Regions from separate parts of the Sus scrofa genome. Here regions 1 and 3 are each linked to region 2. The links are chromatin contacts, called in public Hi-C maps. All regions are on one chromosome and are shown on one strand. Each heading gives the region's core, a stretch centred on a gene start, on an enhancer-like site or on the middle of the called end of the contact. The rest is flanking DNA. Distances are from core to core; before and after follow the strand shown.

What was found. Hi-C and Micro-C count contacts between places; a contact is called where the count stands out from the background.
Region 1: a contact with region 2 is called in a Hi-C map of liver, with 4 times the contacts expected there. The contact joins two enhancer-like sites. A contact is called at or near these places in 2 of 47 Hi-C or Micro-C datasets (fibroblasts and liver).
Region 3: a contact with region 2 is called in a Hi-C map of liver, with 4 times the contacts expected there. The contact joins two enhancer-like sites. A contact is called at or near these places in 4 of 47 Hi-C or Micro-C datasets (fetal skeletal muscle, liver, mesenchymal stem cells and 1 more).

What each region holds. Positions count from the first base shown.
Region 1 is chr2:8,908,573-8,911,953 of Sscrofa11.1, reverse strand. The region is part of intron 1 of SLC3A2 (4F2 cell-surface antigen heavy chain); the gene reads left to right. Among named protein-coding and RNA genes, the nearest start is that of SLC3A2, 8.8 kb to the left of the region's middle. Within about 2 kb of position 2,028, at least 23 of the 83 cell types and tissues checked have an H3K27ac peak or open chromatin away from gene starts, as enhancers often do. A contact at or near this core is called in liver, where this site is marked.
Region 2 is chr2:8,760,792-8,764,177 of Sscrofa11.1, reverse strand. No RefSeq gene overlaps it. Among named protein-coding and RNA genes, the nearest start is that of SLC22A8, 20 kb to the left of the region's middle. Within about 2 kb of position 2,092, at least 3 of the 83 cell types and tissues checked have an H3K27ac peak or open chromatin away from gene starts, as enhancers often do. A contact at or near this core is called in liver, where this site is marked.
Region 3 is chr2:8,525,346-8,528,495 of Sscrofa11.1, reverse strand. It overlaps LOC102164585 (solute carrier family 22 member 9-like), which reads left to right. Exons shown (of 10, transcript XM_021082905.1): 3 at 1,713-1,867; 4 at 1,966-2,134. Among named protein-coding and RNA genes, the nearest start is that of HRASLS5, 52 kb to the right of the region's middle. Within about 2 kb of position 1,800, at least 2 of the 83 cell types and tissues checked have an H3K27ac peak or open chromatin away from gene starts, as enhancers often do. A contact at or near this core is called in liver, where this site is marked.

The DNA.
Region 1 (3,381 bases), core at 779-3,278, 150 kb before region 2:
TTCTTGGGCTGTTCCTGCAGCATATGAAGGTTCCCAGGCTAGGGGTCAAATCGGAGCTGTAGCCGCCGGCCTACGCCAGAGGCACAGCAACACAGGATCCGAGCCGTGTCTTCGACCTACACCACAGCTCATGGCAATGCTGGATCCTTAACCCGCTGAGCAAGGCTGGGGATCGAACATGCAACCTTAGGGTTCCTGGTCAGATTCCTTTCTGCTGCACCACGACGGGAACTCAAAGCTATCTCTTTTAATAAAAAGCTTTGCTTGGTGTTCCCGTCATGGTGTAGTGGAAATGAATCTGACTAGGAACCATGAGGTTGTGGGTTCGACCCCAGCCTTGCTCAGTGGGTTAAGGATCCGGCGTTGCCGTGAGCTGTGGTGTAGGTCGAAGACACTGCTCGGATCCTGTGTTGCTGTGGCTCTGGCGTAGGCCGGCGGCTACAGCTCCGATTTGACCCCTAATCTGGGAATCTCCATATGCCGTGGGTGCGGCCCTAAAAAGCAAAAAAAGAAAGACAGCTTGTGGGAATTTCTGCTGTGATGCGGTGGGTTAAGAATCCAACTGCAGGAGTTCCCTTTGTGGCTCAGTGGTTAATGAACCCGACTAGGACCCATGAGGATGTGGGTTTGCTCCCTGGCCTCGCTCAGTGGGTTAAGGATCTGGCGTGGCCGTGAGCTGTGGTGTAGCTCGCAGACATGACTTGGATCCCGAGTTGTTGTGGCTGTGTTGTAGGCCGGCAGCTGCAGCTCTGATTTGACATTTACTGAGAGTGCAGCCCTAAAAAGCAAAAAAAAAAAAAAAAAAAAAAAAAGAGTCTACAGCAGCTCCGGTTGTTGTCAAGGCTTGGGTTCGATCCCCAGCCCGATGCAGTGGGTTAAAATGATCCAGCATCACCACAGCTGCATGTGGCTTGGATTCAGTTCCTGGCCCGGGAACTGCCATAGGCTGTGGGTGCAATGATAAAAAAAAAAAAAAAAAAAAAGAAAGATCGCCTGTGCACAAGGGAGAATGCAGAGCAAAAAAAGAGCCAGCTCCCTGAGTAGAAGGGACATGTAACAAAAGGGAGGGGTTGTCTTATCATCACTGATGATTTCCAGAAGTCATGAAGGTTCTCTGCTCAGCAGCAGGTGGCTCTACTATCAGGAACGGGGAGGGCTCCTGTGAGGGGAAAGAAAGACATGATCATTGTCCACAAGAAAGCACAGGAACAGATAAAGTTAAAATTTACACTTGACTTCTTGCGGCAACTAGGTGTACTCCTTAGTATAACAAAGATTAAAATAATCTTTTAGTCCAGTGGGCCTGGTTTTTTGTCCCTGGGACTCTGGCCTCCAAGGCCTTTGTTCTTTAGCTTGCAAGGCCCGTTTTGCCCAAGGCCATTCCTTTGTCCTTTTCCAAAAGGGATGAGCTCGTCTCCCTGTCTCACTTCCAGCAGAGCCAGCCCAGCCCAGTTTCCTTTTTCAGCTTCTGTAGCAGCCTTCTCCTCTCCTCCTCACTCTACTTGACCCCATTCTGGCTTATCCTCCCTGAGGTCAGAAATCTTGTCTGAATAATTAATTAATCATTTATTACTTTATCCCCATCATGTATAACAAGAGGTGTCACTATAATTCATTGATTATCCTCTCTATGCTGTGAAGTACGCTCCTGAAGAGGTTCATTAAAGAAATACTTTTTTTTTTTGTTTTGTCTTTTCAGTGCTGCATCGGCAGCATGTGGAGGCTTGAGGTTCCCAGGCTAGGGGGTCACACTGGAGCTGCAACTGCAGCTGCCTATGCCACAGTAACAGCAATGCTGCATCTGAGTCGAGTCTGACCGACACCACGGCTCATGGCAATGCGGGGATCCTTAACCCGCTGAGCGAGGCCAGGGATAGAACCCACAACCTCATGGATACCAGTCGGGTTCCTTGGCTGCTGAGCCACGCGGGAAATACTTTTGAGCTATAAACAGCGTCCTCTAGCGGAAATCTTTTCTCAGAGGGAAGCTGCTCAGGGAGTACCTCTGCCCCCTCCTGGTAGCAAGAGGCACTGCCTCCATTAGTAGAGAAGTAGGGATATGCAAATTGGCCAGGCTTTGTTCACCTCTAGGGCAAAAATCCAGTCTGAGAACAGGATTCCCTTGTTTTCTGAACTGTGGAGAAATGTGCCAGTGGGAAGCTGTCCCAGAGAAGGACTGACCTCAGAGAGACATCGGGGGAGTGATGGCTTGGAGTGAGAGCTTAATGTTTTGCTCAGAAATTGAACCCGGACCGCCTGGGTGAAAACCGGGAATCCTGGCCACTAGACCAGCTAGCTGGAGGCTAAGAGCAGGATTGCCCTGATTCTTGTCCCCTATTGAAAGCAAGAATGTTTTAAGGAGGAAAATACTGTAAAAACAGGTATAAAGTTTATTGTTGGAAAGAGTACAGCATGTGGGAGGGCCCACGGAGAAGCAGTCTGTTCATCCAAGGCAGAAGCAAAGCAGTGACACACACCCAAAGGAGTGAGGGTGTGGGTGTCCCCCTCAAAGAGGACGGCACTGGCTAAGTGATTTAAACCACTTACACAGGATGGGTCTTCCAGGTCCTTTGTTTTCCTTTGGCCAGTTACCTTGTTTTATTTCTCACAAGTGACTGGACCCGGGGCCGTCTCCGATATGCATCCACATCTTTTGGCCAAGATGGATTCCAGAACAGAGGGTTCTGGGAGAGTTTCAGGACTTATTATGGCCTGGCGCCCCCTCCGTTTATGACCCCAGGAGTCTTTCTGCGCAGGTGTAACTGGGGAGGTCTCTTTGACCCCAGGGTGAGTGATGTGGTCATCTTACCTTTTTACTCCAGCAGAGCTCAGCTCCTGCCATTAACTTTCTCCTTGGGGAGTTCCTGTCATGGCACAGTGGTTACGAACCTGACTAGGAACCATGAGGTTTCAGGTTCGATCCCTGGCCTTGCTCAGTGGGTTAAGGATCCGGCGTTGCCGTGAGCTGTGGTGTAGGTTGCAGACTGGCTCGGATCCTGCGTTGCTGTGGCTGTGGCATAGGCTGGCGGCTACAGCTCCAACTAGACTCCTAACCTGGGAACCTCCATGTGCCTTGGGAGCAGCCCTAGAAAAGGCAAAAAGACAAACAAAACAAAACAAAACTTTCTCCTTGGAGGTGTCAAAGAGAAGCCAGCCCCAATGGACTCAGCCTAAGTCCCAGCTGTTCTCAGCCCAGGGGGGGCCCATGGACCTCCTACCTCAGGGTGAGACTGATTTTGGGGAGAGCCAAGGATGTGGAATTTGAAAAGGAACAGCTTTAAGGCTGCTTTTGTGGCCTCGAGTGAAAGTTTGGGAAGCAAGCCCTAATGGGAATAGGTTGTTTCTTTGGGTTTTGGCTCAAGACCAAGATCAGTATGAAAG
Region 2 (3,386 bases), core at 843-3,342:
CAAAAAGACAAAAACCAAAAAACAAAACCCAGCAGTTATTTATTTGACTTTTGAGTTTGTGGGTCCTTCTGGTCTGATCTCTGCCTGGCTTACTCATGTATATGTGGTGAGTGGGTAGGTCAGTCTGGCAGGCTGCTTGGTCTGATGGGAGGTCCCTCTGCTGGTTTGGCTCCTTTCTGCTCCGGTGGCCTCTTATTCTCAGAGGAAGCAAGTTACACCGGGCTGCCAAAGAGCAGCAGGAGAGGAAAGCCCTAGGAGCAAGGACATTTGAAGTTTCTGCTTGTGTCATGATTGTGTAACATCTTGACCAGAGCCAAGGGGTAGAGCAATAGACTTTGTTGCATTTTTTTTTTTCCTTTTTAGGGCTGCACCTGAGGGGCATATGGAGGTTCCCAGGCTACAGGTTGAATTGGAGCTGCAGCTGCAGGCCTACACCACAGCCACGGAAATGCCAGATTTGAGCCACATCTGTGACCTACACTGCAGCTTGCAGGAAAGCTGGCTCCTTAACCCACCAAGTGAAGCCAGGGATCAAACCTACATCCTTGTGGACAGTAGTCAGGTTCTTAACCCACCGAGCCATAAGGGGAACTCCCTTTTTTTTTAAATTTTATTTTTTAAATTATAGTTAATTTACAATGTTGTGCCAATTTCTGCTGTACAGCAAAGTGACCCAGTAATACATATATATACATATATTCTTTTTTCATGTCATCTCCTATCATGTTCTATTCCAAGAGTTTGAACATAGTTCCCTGTGCTGTACAGTAGGATCTCATTCATTCTAAACATAGTAGTTTGGAGTTCCCGTCGTGGCTCAGTGGTTAGTGAACCCAACTGGCATCCACGAGGAGGACACGGGTTTGATCTCTGGCGCTTCTCAGTGGGTTAACGATCTGGGGTTGCCGTGAACTGCGGTGGAGGTCACAGACCTGGTTCAGATATGGCGTGGCTGTGGCTGTGGCATAGGCTGGCAGCTACAGCTCCCTCTAGCCTGGGAACCTCCATGTGCCACGGGCGAGGCCCTAAAAAGACAAAATTAAAAAAAAAAAAGAATCATCTCCATATTAGGTGGAAGCCATCCAGCTTAGTCATCTAGACAGTTCCTTAAACTGGGAGTAAGAAAACAAGAGGCTATATTGGGAATGATCGGACCCCTGGCCTGAAATGAGAACGATATAGACATTCTGGATTTGTATCCATTTTCTCACCTCCTCCTTCCCTATCTAATCCCCTGGCAAGTGCTGTTGGCTTCACCTCCACAGTGTAGCCCAACTTTCTATTTCTCTCATCCTTTACTGTATCCTGCCTAATCCAGGTCCCCTTCCCCTCTCATCTGGACCTCTGTGACAATTTTCCAACCGGTCTTCCTGCTTCCATTCTTGTCGTCTACAATCCATTTTTCACCCAGAAGCCAGAGTGGTGTTTTAGAAACTTGAAACCAAGGACCCCCCCGCCTTAGAACCCCCCCTAAGCTTCCCCTGCTGTTCAAAGTCCTACATGATCTGGCCTCTGTTTATCTTCACCTGGCACCACTTGTATTTATTAATTAACTAAAAAATTTTTGCTGGCATATGGTTGACTTACAACGTTGTATTAGTGCCAGGGGTACAGCAGTATTAATTTATTTCTTACTTGTGCTCATTTTCTCCTTCCCCACCCCCCTTTCCTCCTTCTTCCGTTGGGACGCAAATCTCTGAGAGCAAAGATCTTGTTTGTCCTGATCAGGAGAGACAGAACCCTGCCCCGCACTCTGTGGGTATTCGATCAATATGTTTACAAGGCAGCTGATGTAACCAGAAATTTAGGTGAGCAACTGGTTATTCCGTCGACTCGACGGATATCAACTTTCAGTTCTTACGAAAGAGGTGGTCAGAGTCCTGAGCTAGGCGGTAGAGGGAACGATCAGGATTCCTCCTCTTCTAGGTACTCCAGACACCCCTTTTCCGCATCCGGATCCCCCTTTCCGCATCCTGATGTTCTTCCACACGGTAGCTGGTGCCCTGGTGGCCGTTTTCACACCTCTCCTTCCGCCCAATCAGTGGAGACTCAATGATTATGTTAAGTACCAGATCTTCCACTAGAGGGCAGTAGAGCACAGTGTTAAGCGTTTGAGATCTGAAGGCAGTTCTCAGTTTGTGCCTCTTCTGTTCCAGGCGAGTAGAACGCAGACGCGAGAAACGAATCATTCCCGTCCCTCAGTGCTAAGCCTACTTTTTGTTTATACACGGGCGTAGTTGTCCATGCTGGGGGAAAACTAATCAGACATAAAGAAGCACAGAGGTGCTAACAGAGAAATATTTTATAGGCTATGTATTTTATCTATTATACCCAATTGTCACACAAACGTGGAACGTGGGCTTCAAAGGGTAAACGTAAAGCCAGCGTGATGCACATCATGAGTACTTATACTCCGTGACAATGTCACTAGGCAGTTTTTTCCATCCTGAACATTGCAGTCAGAAATACGGTTAGGAGGAGTACCTGTCGTGGCTCAGTGGTTAACGAATCCGACTAGGAACCATGAGGTTGCAGGTTCGATCCCTGGCCTTGCTCAGTGGGTTAAGGATCCAGGGTTGCCGTGAGCTGTGGTGTGGGTCGCAGACTCGGCTCGGATCCCGAGTTGCCGTGACCCTGTTGTAGGCTGGTGGCTACAGCTCCGATTAGACTCCTAGCCTGGGAACTTCCATAGGCGGTGGAATCGGCTCAAGAAAAGGCAAAAACCAAAACAAACAAACACACAAACCAAAAAACGATTAGGAGCAAAACAATAACTTTCCATTAGAACTCTTTAAATGTCCTACCAGTTTTTCCTCTTTGAGATGCCTCCGGGGCCCTGTGGAAAGCTTGAAATTAGCTAGAGCTAGAAACTTACCATTTGCTATCAAATGCAGGTCCCTCTTCCAGAAAAGGTTGTTCTCAACACAGAGAGAAAACTAAATCCCAGTCTTGTATTGGCTTAATATTAATAATAAAATTCAGAGTTCCTATCGTGGTGCAGCAGAAATGAATCCGACTAGTATCTGTGAGGATGTGCAATCCCTGGGCTTGCTCAGTGGGTGGGGGATCCAGTGTTGCTTTGAGCTGTGGTGTAGGTCGCAGACACGGCTCGGATCCTGCGTTCCTGTGGCTGTGGTGTAGGCTGGCAGTTGTAACTCCAATTCGACCCCTAGCCTGGGAACTTCTATATGCTGCGGGTGCAGCCCTAGAAAAAGAAAACATTTGTTTACCCAATTTAATCCAATCTAATCTTCATCAGTCTTTTTTTTTTTTTGGTCTTTTTTTTGTCTTTGTTGTTGTTGTTGTTGTTGTTGCTATTTCTTGGGCCGCTCCCGCGGCATATGGAGGTTCCCAGGCTAGGGGTTGAATCGAAGCTGTAGCCACCG
Region 3 (3,150 bases), core at 551-3,050, 240 kb after region 2:
GAGCTATGAGAGGAGAAATAACAACTGATACCACAAAGATACCAAAAAATCATAAGAGAATACTATGAATAGTTATATGCCAACAAATTGGACAACCTAGAAGAAATGGACAAATTTCTAGAAACATACAACCTATGAACACTGAGTCAAAAAGAAACAAATTTGAACAGACCAATCACTAGAAATAAAGTAGAATCTGTTTTTTTTTTTTAAAAAGCAAAACAAAACAAAAAACAAAATTCCCTGCAAACAAAAGCCCAGGACTACGTACCTTTACTGAAAAACTCTACCAAGCATATAGAGAACTTTTACCAGTCCTTCTCAAACTATTCAAGAAAAATTGAAGCGGGGGAACATTCCCAAAACTGATTCTATGAGGCCATTACCCTCATAGAATACCAAACCAAACAAAGATGCTACAAAGCAAAAGAAAAGAAAATTACAGGCCAATATTTTTGATGAATGATAAATGCAAAAGTCATCAACAAAATAGTAGCCAATCAAATCCGACAATACAGAAAAAGGGATCATACACTGTGATCACACTAGATTTATTCTAGTGAATCTTGTTATCTATTCACAAGGACAATGCACTATATGCAAATCAGTCAATGTGATACACCACATTTTTAAAAAAAGACGAAAATGACGTGATCACCTTGATAGATCTACAAGAAGCTTTTGACAAAATTCAACATCTATTCAAGATAAGAACTCTCGTCAAAGTGAGTATAGAGGGAATATATACGGACATACTAAACGCCATTTGTGACAAACCACAGCCAACATAATACTCGACTGTGAAAATCTGAAAGCCTTCCCACTAAATTCAGGAACACGACAAGGAAGTCCACTCTCACCACTTCTACTCAACGTAGTTTTGGAAGTCCTAGTGACATGAATTAGACAAGAAAAAGAAAGAAAAGCCATCAAAATTGGAAGAAAAAATATGTGCACCAGACAGCAGCATATTTAAATAACATTAAGCAAATACTAACAGGTATGAAGGAAGAAATAGTTAACAGTACAATAGTAGTAACGGGCTTCAATACCACATTCCGACCATGGATAGATCAGTAAGACAGAAAATCAATAAGGAAATGTTGGACTTGAACTATATTTCAGACTAAATGGGCCTCATAGATACATACAGAACTTTCCATCCCAACAACGGTGCACACGGATCATATGTAAGGTCTTGGAAAACTTAAGAATATTGAAATAGGTCTTGGAAAACTTAAGGATATTGAAATCACAACAAGCATCTTTTCTGACCACAGTGGTATGAAACTAGAAATCAATAACAGAAGAAACACTTCAATTTAGCCTTAGCCTGCAGGGTCCTAGCAAGAGCCACTGTTTTCTAGACACTAATGTAGACTTCTTACTATCCTAAGTGCCTCTGTTAGCACAAAGAATGTTTGTGATGTATGAAAATTTACAGTATTCCATCCTGCCTTATTTGGTTTCCGTTGGTGTCAAAGATCCACTGGTAACAGAGCGGAGAAGAGACTTTGTTTCACTTGGGTTACAGACGGGAAGGTCGCTTTCAGAGATCTGTCCTTAATTATCTGTTGATTCATCAAGGTTTCAAGTGCAAAGTTTCACTTGCCAAAAACATTCCCTGAATTTCAAAATGGGCCCCTTTCTTTCACACATGTTTTCAATTGGTTGTTATTGTTCCTATCTTCTAACCTGTACCTATTTCTCAGGTTTGGGAGAAAGTTAATACTCAGCTGGTGTTTGCTCCAGCTTGCCCTTGCTGACACCTGTGCCGTCATCGCTCCCAACTTCCCCATTTACTGCTTACTACGTTTCTTGGCTGGGCTTCCTGCTGCAACCATCTTAGTCAATAGCAATATGCTCAGTAAGTCAACACTTTCGATCGTCTACGTTTTGACTTGACTTTGACATTGACAGTCCACCTTTGTTTGAGGTCAAAATCCTGTTTGTATTTCCTTTCAGTTATAGAATGGATGGTGCCCCAATTCCAAGCCATGGGAGTAGCACTGGTAACCTCTGCCGCTGGTGTTGGACAGATACTCTTAGGTGGTTTAGCTTTTGCCTTTCAAGACTGGTGCACCTTCCAGCTGGTGATTTCTGTGCCATTATTTGTCAGCTTTCTGTCTTCAAGGTATAAGCTCCCTCCGAGTCTTAGAGGATCTTAGAATGAAAAACCCACGAACTCTCTTCAGTCCTTGTTCAACCCTTGAGCCTGTGCTCTGCTAATCTGTGCAGTTCAACAGGCCAAACAGACAGGATTGCCAGATAATGTCGTGGACAGGAAATTAGGTTTGAATTTCAAATAGGCACAAATATTTTGGGTAACAATGTGCCAGATGTTACACGGCACATAGTTACAATGAAAATTATTCACAGTTCTTATGACATATCCACTTGTCTTAGAGTTCTGTATTTTTATGTGCTAACTGGATACAATTCAAGATATCCCATCAAATGCAAATTTCAGATCAATAATAAGTAATAGCTTAGTATAAGCATGTCCAAAATACTGTAGGAAGTTATTCATGGTTTGCTTGAATAAAATTAGAACTAGCCATGATATGTTTTTATTTGCCACAATTGGCACCTGCCCTGAATAAGAGGAAGCCGATAAGCTCCAAGTCTGAGTCTGCGATGGTGAAGGGCTACTGCATGAAAGGGTCGTCCTGGCGTTTTCCTAATTATGGTACAAGAGGAATCGATTTATATTTTCTGGCCTAATGCAGCAGTGGTGGGGATGAGATGGGAAGGGAAAGGCATCTGCAGGGAAGGAAAAATTTCCTTCCACCCTCCTGGGTTCTGTGGATGGCCCCAGACATGGGGCAGATGAACAGGAGAAATGCGTACAAATGTAGTTAACATTTTCACATGCCTTCAGAAGAAGGAAAATAAAAAACCAAAGAAGCCATTAGGTCCAAAAGCTTGTATACCTGTTCACACACACACACACAATCAATTGGTATGTGACAAGACAAAGGGGCTTGGGCTAGCAGTGTCATTTGTGGGACAGTGACTAGAAAGTATATGGGAAACTAAGGGAAAACAAGAGTTGTTTTAGCAAATTTGAACAAGCCTATGTTGGCGTCACTTCCCAGTCTCTGGTGGTAAGAATGTTCTTTCCTTCATGACACAGAAGGGGCATCTTTC